Linked DNA regions of Anser cygnoides: region 1 is linked to region 2. Evidence: chromatin contacts called from public Hi-C data. All regions are on one chromosome and are shown on one strand. Each heading gives the region's core, a stretch centred on a gene start, on an enhancer-like site or on the middle of the called end of the contact. The rest is flanking DNA. Distances are from core to core; before and after follow the strand shown. Region 1 holds the start of PARD6A (par-6 family cell polarity regulator alpha). Region 2 holds the start of CFAP20 (cilia and flagella associated protein 20).

Region 1 (4,290 bases), core at 134-2,633, 180 kb after region 2:
AGGCGCTGTAAAGCCGGGGAAAGCCCTAGGAGAAGACTGGCAATCAGGAGCTGGCGCAAACCCACCAGGTCTGCGGGGGGCAAGGAACTCTCCCCAGGGAGGATTTGGGCTGGGGACCCAAACCTGTCAGACCGCCGCGTCCTGCTGCGAGGGGCACCCGGGGTGGGGGACGCGGCTGGAGTTCACCCCCTGGCAGGACCCCAGGGGACCACGAGCACCTCGTAAGGGGCCAGCAGCGGCACGTCTGTGCGGGCTGCAGCCGGCCAAGCGCGCAACCCGGGGGTGGCGGCTGCGGGACTGGGCAGGCAGGCACAGCCGGGCAGGGATGCGCCGGGCAGGCACGCATCGGGGTGCGGGGGGCAGGTGCGGCGGGGGGAGGCGGCACGGCTGGCTGCTGGCAGCCCCGGGAAGCGCGCCCCGGCGAGCGCGCACAGCTGGCCGCGGGGTGGCCGCGGGGTGGCCGCGGCCGGGGCCACCGGCGGGGCCGTGCTGCCCGCCTGCCCGACACCCGGCGGGCGCGCCCCGGCGGTGCTCCCGCGGCCGGCACCGGCCGCGACAGCCCCGCGTTGGGATTCCGCGGCGGCCGGGCTCGGGCTCGGGCTCGGGGGCAGGCCCCGGGCTGCGCCGCCGCAACGCCGGGGAGCGGAGCGGAGCGGGGCGCATCGCGGCCGGGCTCCCGCGCCGCCGCCGCCCGGTGCGCGCTGCCGCCCCCAACGTGAGCTGCCGGCCGGGCACCGGTACCGGCGCCGGCGCTTACCTTGCTCTTGACCTCGATGACGGGCTCGGCGGAGCGCGCCGGCGTGCGGTGGTGCTTGGCCATGCTGCGCCGCCCCGCTCCCGCGGCCACGGGGGATTTACACCGGCCGTGACGTCACCCGGCAGCCGGCCGGGCGGCGCCGCGCCATTGGCCGAGGCGGGGCGCGGGGGCGGGGCTCGGCGCGGCGCGGCGCGCGGCCGGGGCGGGGGGAGCGGGGCGCTGACAACGTCGCCATGGCAACGGCAGCGGGGCCGGCGGCGCGGCCCGAGCACGGCACCGGCACCGGCACCGGGACGGGGCGGCCCCGGGGAGCCCGGCGCGTTCCCGGCCCCGCGCCCGCGAGCTGCCCCCGGCTGCCGTCCCCGGCCCGGCGGGACGGTTTCGTTACCGCCTCAGGGCGGCGTGGCCGTGGGGAGGCGGGGATCCCTGCGGCGGTTCACCCCGGGGAGGCGGGCAGCGTTCCTGCGCGGCGGAACGAGCTGGTTGGTGGCAGGGGGAAGCGGGGCTGCGAGCCCCCGCGCACCCACCGGCTCCCCCAGGCTCACGGGCTCGAAGAACCAGGAACCTGCTCAAGCCCGGGGCCTAACCGGCACCGAACGAACCGTACAGGCACTGAACGCACCTCGAGCTAAACCCTGACAACCAGCCCCGCTCGCCCGGATCGCGCTCCCGATCTTTGCCCTCCCCAGCCCCACAGAGCCACCTCCGGGCAGCCCGACACCGCCCCCGCGCGGGGCCCGGGGCAGGCGGGCTGTGCCCCGCACCCCGCTGCTGCCCGGTGCGGCGGGGGGGCCGCAGGGCTCCGGGGCCGCCGGACCCCTCCTCGTGCTCCGGGAAACTCCCCGCCGGCTGCGGTCAGCGGCGTGAGCCGAGAGGGGCTCACAAGCGGAGCTGTGAACTAACTGGCGATTTCAGCCCCGGGTTTAATTCTGAGTTGGTTTTTTTGTTTTGTTTTGTTTTGTTTTTATTTTTTTTTAACAGGCTAACTGCGTTGAGGTCAGAGAGATAATCCCGATTACAGCAGGGTTAACGTTTGCGCAGACGCTTGGTGGCAGAGGACGCTTGGAGCCCTTCGGCTCGGATTTTGGTAAATCGGGGTTAATTGTTCGGAGTTAATTGCTGTAAGGCCCACCTGCCGGTCACGCCCCTGCTCTGAGCGGCGCCCCTGCAGCTGCGGCCACGGCACAAGCCCCAGGCCCCAAGCCCCGAGATAAGCCGGCAGGGTCGGGGCAGGTGTTTGTTTTGCCTGGGTTTCAGGAGCTCTGAGCCAGCTGCCGGGACCGCGGCGCGGGCTGCCGGCTGTGTCCCTGACCCGGGGGGGGGACACCCGCGTGCCCAGGCCCAGCTGCTGGGTGCTCAGAGGCGCGGGGGCCCCGCCTCAGCTCCGAGCCCTCCCCGCTGCCACGGTGCCTGCTGCGGGCAGGGGCGGGCCCCGCCGGCTTTCTTCCTCCTCGCAAGGCGCACGGAGCCCCTCGGCCCCGCTCGGGGACCCCCCGGAGCCTTCGCCCCGATCTCGCCCCCACGCTCCCGGGGCCCGGCCCCACGGCGGGACAAGGCCGCGCCGCGAGCCCCTCACGGGCCGGGAGGGGGGGGGCGGTCGCCATGGTGACGCGGCGCGGAGCCCCCGCCCTCCTTCCGCCCCCCGCCGCTCCGCCCCCGCCTCTCCTTCCCATTGGCCCACGTGTCCTCCTCTCCCCCCCCTTCGCAGCCAATCGGTTCCAGCCAACGAGGCGGGGAAGGAGGGCGGGGCGCGGCGGGCGCCTATAAAAGGGGGCGGGCGGCGGGGGGCGCCGCCTTACGCGCGCGTCATGGCGGAGCCGCAGCAGCTCTCGCTGCTGGTGCGCAGCCCCGCGCGGCGCCACCCCGACCTGCGCCTCCGCGCCGAGCCCGCCTGGACCGTGCGGCGCCTCAAGGCCGAGCTCCGCCGCATCGTGCCCGGGGCGCCGGTGAGGGTCGTGGGGGCCGGGGCTTGGGGGGGGGGGCCCGGCTGACGCAAGGCCCGGGCGCGGTTGCAGCGGGCGGGTGTCGCGTCAGGGCCCTGCGGTGACGGCGGGCGGGCGCCGGGGCCGGCCCCTGTTAAACGTTAACGCGGCCGGGCTGCCCGCCGCGGTTGCCGTGGGTGCGCTGCTCGCATGGGGCTGCCGGCGCTGCGGTCGGCGGCTTCGAGCTCGGCCGAGCAAATAACCCTGCTCTTTGTTCTCCTTCAAAGCCCGAAGAGGAGCAGAAGCTGATTTATTGCGGGAAGCTGCTGCTCGATCACCAGCATCTCCAGGAGTTCCTGCCAAAGGTATAAAAAATATTTTTTGCTGCGCTGAGGTGCACCGAGCGTGTCACAAGAGATTCATTTTTCCTGTACTTATGTTTTAGCAGGAGGAGTTGCATGCTCTTCATTTGGTGTACAACCTCAAGGCTCCTGCAAATGTGCAAGAAACCAACTCAGAGGTACTAAGCTAATGTACTGCTTTGAGTCTTTGGGTTGTAGAAGTTTGCTGATAACGCAGGTGTTTCCTGCTAATGCATTGGCAGTGTTGCTGGTAACTTGATTGGTTTGGAGTGTGAGAACATATTTGGATTAAGCTCAAAAATAACTTGTGGTTCAGTGGTACAGATCATGATGGCACCTGTTAAGAAATGTCTCAGTTGTAATCTAGTCCTAACAACATCGCTTAGAGGGAAACTGCTTTTTGGTAAACTCTGTTTTGTTAAGGAGAACATGACCTGTCATATCCTGCACTCTTTTGGATGGAGGCTTTTTGTGGGCAGAAGATATAGTTATTAGAAGCAGTTCTGATTGCTCTGTCAATGTGTGGGGAAGCAAGACTGTTAGTTGAGGGCACTCTAACTGTTCATGACTCTTCCTGTGGAGGAAGCTCAAGATAAACATTAGTAATTGATCTGAGTACTTACAGTCTGAAGTGCAAATGTGCAAACTCATTTTTATTTTCAAGTATCTAGAAGTGTTTATGTTGCCCAATATAGACATTTGAACTTATCTTACCCATGTTTGGAGCTTGCCGTTGTGAGTCACCCTTTGTCTGAATATTATACAGATGTATCACTGCAGAACAGCTCTTGAATTACATCTGTGTACAGCAGATGTGTAAGCAAGCAGAAACTCGGGTAGCTAAAATTGAACTGTCTTCAGTGCGCTTTTGACAGTTTTTTTCCAGTTCTTTAATCCCCAGAGGGGACTTGACTGTTGGTGAAAACTGAAAATACACAGTAATACACAGTAAATACAGTATTGCAATGGCACCTGGAGGTACCTGGTGCAGAAAGTGCATGAACTGTGTAACTGTTTCTAAATCAAGAGGCATGTTCAGTGTGAGGTAACCTTTTTGCATATGACTTTAATAGTAATTCATCACTAAAATAGTAATTCATTGCTAACTGTGTTGATGTCTCTAGGTTAAAACTGGTCAGCCAAGGCTAATGTCAGAAGCTAGTCAAGAACCAGCTGCATCTTCCTCAGATGTTGAAAGACTGAGGTGTTCTTCTGGTGGCCAGGCTTCAGCGGAAGCCAATACTAGGTG
Region 2 (3,960 bases), core at 1,283-3,782:
AAATTATATGTTAAAGCACTGTTCAAACGCTTCTTGAACACCAACAGGCTTGGGTACCGTGACCGCTTCCCCTGGGGAGCCTGTCCCAGTGCCCAACCCCCAACACGGTGAAGAACCTTTCCCTAACCCCCAGCCTGACCCTCCCCTGTCCCAGCTCCATGCCGCTCCCTCAGGTCCTGTCGCTGTCCCCAGAGAGCAGAGCTCAGCGCCTGCCCCTCCGCTCCCCTCGTGAGGGAGCTGCAGGCCGCCATGAGGCCTCCCCTCGGCCTGCTCTGCCCTGGGCTGAGCAAACCCAGGGACTCCAACGGCTCCTCAAGCATCACGCCCTCCACACCCTACGCTATCTTTGTAGCCCTCCTCTGGATGCTCCCTGGTAGTTTTATGTGCTTATATTTTGATGCCCAAACCTGCACCCAGTCCTCAAGGTGAGGCCGCACCAGTGCGGAGCAGAGCAGGACAATCCCTTCCCTCACCAGCCAGCAGTGCTGTGCCTGAGGCACCCCAGGACACGGCTGGCCTTTTTGGCTGCCAGGGCACACTGCTGGCTCATCTTCATTTTTGTAGTATTAATTACCATCAAGTTTTCTCCCCTTCCCGATGCCCCAGCCCCAAATAACCCTCTCCAGTAGAAATGCCAGAGCTGTATGATTCTTGGGATGTCTGTGTTCGGACAGATCATCATTTCCCCATGAATAAAAAACTGGAAAAATCCTCACAACCTTTGATCACATACTCACTTCAGGCCTGCTCACTTCTCCAATACGGACTGCGGTTGGCAGTCATTATGCTTGCCTGCTGTGAAAGCACCCAGCCCAGCAGTGGACAGCCCGGGTACAGGCTGTGTCCGCATGCCTCCAGCACGCCGGCACGCACGGTGCCCTGCCAGCAAGCGCACGCTGCCCAAGCCAGACACTGGCTTGCCCCGCTGCTGCAGACCTGGCGACTCCTGCATCAAGCCGGAGAGGCTTCCTCAGCAGCGTGGCAGCCCCAAACCATCAGTGGCACTTCCCTCGGTGTACGTTCACACAGCCCGTGCACCGCCCAACAAACAGAACCGCAGCACAACCTGGGGTTCTGGAGGAGCTGTGTAGAGGTGATGGCCAAGCATGGACCTGCAAGGACTCCTCTCTCAGCTCCAACATGTCCTAAGCGCCACCCTTTGCCTCCTGCTGCTGTAAACGCACCAAGGGTGTTAGAACAGCAGCGACGAAGCTGTTACAAACCCACAACCTCAACCCATTTTAAATGCAAAAGTGAATGGAAAGACTGAATGCACTGACATCCGCAGGTAAAGAGGTCAGAAAACCCACCCCAATTTCACCCCACACCTTTGTGAGCAAGGCAGTCTTCCCAAGAAGCTGGTCCAAGCTAGAGGTGCTTCCTGAGGACAGAGGCCTGAGCAGGACAAGCACTCGCGCGTGGCTCTGCTGCTCACAGGGCGTGGGGCTGCTGTGACCGTGGTGCTAAGGACCGGCTGCACAGAGGCACTACAGCGGGTGACAAAAAGCAGCCTGCACACACACACATAGGTGCTGCTCTTGGCAACAGCACTGCAAACTCTGCGTTAATCTTCTCTGGCCAGCGTGGTCAGGCCTTGTGTACAAACAGACATTGCTTATGTAAACCCCACGAGCCCAGCTCCCGCTGCACGCCCCACAAGCTGCACGGACACGGTAGTGCCACCACGCACACGGCAGTTCATGCTGCTTCAGGTCTCCACCACAACCTCCTCCTCAGAGCAGGGCCAGACCGGGCTGCCTACGGCTTTACCCAGGCTGGAGACACGCTGCGTCCCTCTGCGTGCTGGCCTTGCATCGCACAAACAAGCTGCCGACCCCTTTTTAAAGCCAGAGGCGTTCACGCAGAAGCCCTAAGACAGGCACATGGGAGCAGCCAGCCCATGCGAGGCAGCCCGGTGCTCCCTGCCCGCGGGGAGGAGGCTGTGCCGGCTGTGCCTGTCCCCGTCCCCGCTCGGTCCCTGCACCAGCCCTCTCAGGGCAGCACACAGCCCCGCCGAGCCGCCGCGGGGGCCTCTGCTCTTTTCCAGGCCACCAGAGACCCAGGTTAGGCCGGAACGCGAGGGGCTGAACGCGCCTGGGAGCGGGGAGCCTGCGGGGGGATACAGCCGGGGGGGGGGGGGGGGGCAGCGCAGGTACCCCGAGGACGGGCCGGGGGGGGGGGGGGAAACGCGACGCGGCGAGGCTCGGGAGGGGGAACCCCGCCGGTTTGCGGCACGCAGGGGCAGCGCCGCCCTCGGCTCGCCCCGGCCCCGCCGCCCCCGCCCCGCTCCGCACCTTCTTGTCCCAGATCTGCAGCGGCTTGCTGCCGATGCTGTAGAGCACCGAGAGGAACCCGCTCTGGAACGTGTTCTTGAACATGGCGGCGGGGCCGGGGCCGCCGCTCCGCGCAGGGACGCAGCAGCAGCAGCAGCAGCAGCAGCGCCGCCGGGATCGGGGCCGGGGCCGGGGCCGGTGCTGCCGGGTGGCGGCGCCGCCGATCCCCGAGGCTCCGCTCCCCGCGCAACGCCGCTTCCGGGGGCGGCGCTGCCGGGGCAACGGGGCCGCGGCCTGGGCGCGGGGCCCGGCGTTCGCCCCCCCCGGGGGTGGCGGTGCCGGGGGTGGGGTGCCGGGGGTGGTGCCGCCCTTCGGGAGCTGCGGGGACACCCGCACACCCCGCGCCTGCCGGGGAAGCCTCCTGCAGGTCTCTCCTGGCGGCGTTCCCTCAGGCGGCTCTTCGGGCCGCTGTTGTCACAGGATCGCAGGCTGGGTTGGGTTGGAAGGGACCCTTGAAGGGCACCCAGTCCAACCCTCTGCCGTCACCAGACCGTGTTGCTCAAAGCCCCGTCCGACCCAACTTTGAACAGTTCCAACGACGGGGCATCCGCTTCTTCTCTAGGCAGCCTGTCCCAGCGTGTCACCACCCTCATCGTGAAAATTTCTTTGTTATATCCCCTCTAAATCTACCTTCTTTTAGTTTAAAGTGCCCCTTGTCCTGTCACTGCAGGCTCTGCTAAAGACTTCTTGTCTTCCTTATAAGCCCCCTTTATTTATTGAAAGCCTGCCACAAGGTCTCCCCAAAGCGTCCTCTTCAGGCTAAACAACCCCAGCTCCTTCAACCTCTCCTCACAGGAGGGTCCTCCAACATTTTTGTGGCCCTCTGGACCTGCTCCAACATTGCTCCATCGTGGTGTGGAAATCGCAGAATCACAGAATTGTAGGGTTGGAAGGGACCTCAAGAGATCGTCGGGTCCACCCACTGACACCAGAGACACCTGTCATGAGGCAGACCAGGAGGAAGGCAGGCAGGGAAGGAAATCTCTCAAACACAGCAGCAGCAGCGGCGCTATCTATCACCACAAAGACCCCACCTTCTGCTTGGTGCTCTGGGCCGCGCAGAGGTCTCCTCCCCGAGCCAGCAGCTCCAGTGGCTGGCTTGTTTGTGCTGGCATGTGCAGACCCGTGGCCACCTGGTGGCCTGGATTTGTGGGTTAATGGACAGAGGCATCATTGCCCTTCTAGAGCAGCTCCATCTCCTGGGTCTAGGAATATGGACGGCACGGCCACTGAAGGACTATGCTCTCTGTTGGGTTGCGGGCAGTCTGCCCGGGGCCACTGGCATCTGCAGAAGTACCCAGCTCAGTGCATGCAGAGACAGGCACCAAAACCAAGGCATAAATGACTTTCCAAAGTAACAGTGGAGGCAAGAGCGCAAAGTGTCTTCCCATGAGTGTAGGGAACAGGTGACGCGATGTGGCTGAATGCAAGAGCAAGGGATTCTCCCTCTCTGCCCTTCACCAGCTGTCTCTGCTTAAGCCAAAATGGTGCCACTACCCTTCACTGATGCTGATGAGCAAAATCCTCTGCAGTCAGGTTTTATGAAACCACTTGCACAGGAGTACATGGGTGGGTAGAGTCCTATCCCTGCAGTGTCTGTGCTGTCTGGCTGCCAAGGTACCATTTA

What was found. Hi-C and Micro-C count contacts between places; a contact is called where the count stands out from the background.
Region 1: a contact with region 2 is called in a Hi-C map of liver, with 13 times the contacts expected there. The contact joins the promoter of PARD6A here to the promoter of CFAP20 in region 2. A contact is called at or near these places in 2 of 7 Hi-C or Micro-C datasets (both in liver).

The regions. Positions count from the first base shown.
Region 1 is chr12:11,765,184-11,769,473 of Taihu_goose_T2T_genome, forward strand. It overlaps PARD6A (par-6 family cell polarity regulator alpha), which reads right to left and starts at 1,384. Exons shown (of 3, transcript XM_067004567.1): 1 at 758-1,384. The coding sequence starts at 820. HERPUD1 (homocysteine inducible ER protein with ubiquitin like domain 1) reads left to right here and starts at 2,543. Exons shown (of 8, transcript XM_067004565.1): 1 at 2,543-2,703; 2 at 2,967-3,044; 3 at 3,128-3,199; 4 at 4,166-4,287. The coding sequence starts at 2,566.
Region 2 is chr12:11,581,268-11,585,227 of Taihu_goose_T2T_genome, forward strand. CFAP20 (cilia and flagella associated protein 20) reads right to left here and starts at 2,533. Exons shown (of 5, transcript XM_067004542.1): 1 at 2,295-2,533. The coding sequence starts at 2,378. LOC125183367 (a long non-coding RNA gene) reads left to right here and starts at 1,644. Exons shown (of 2, transcript XR_007165257.2): 1 at 1,644-2,063.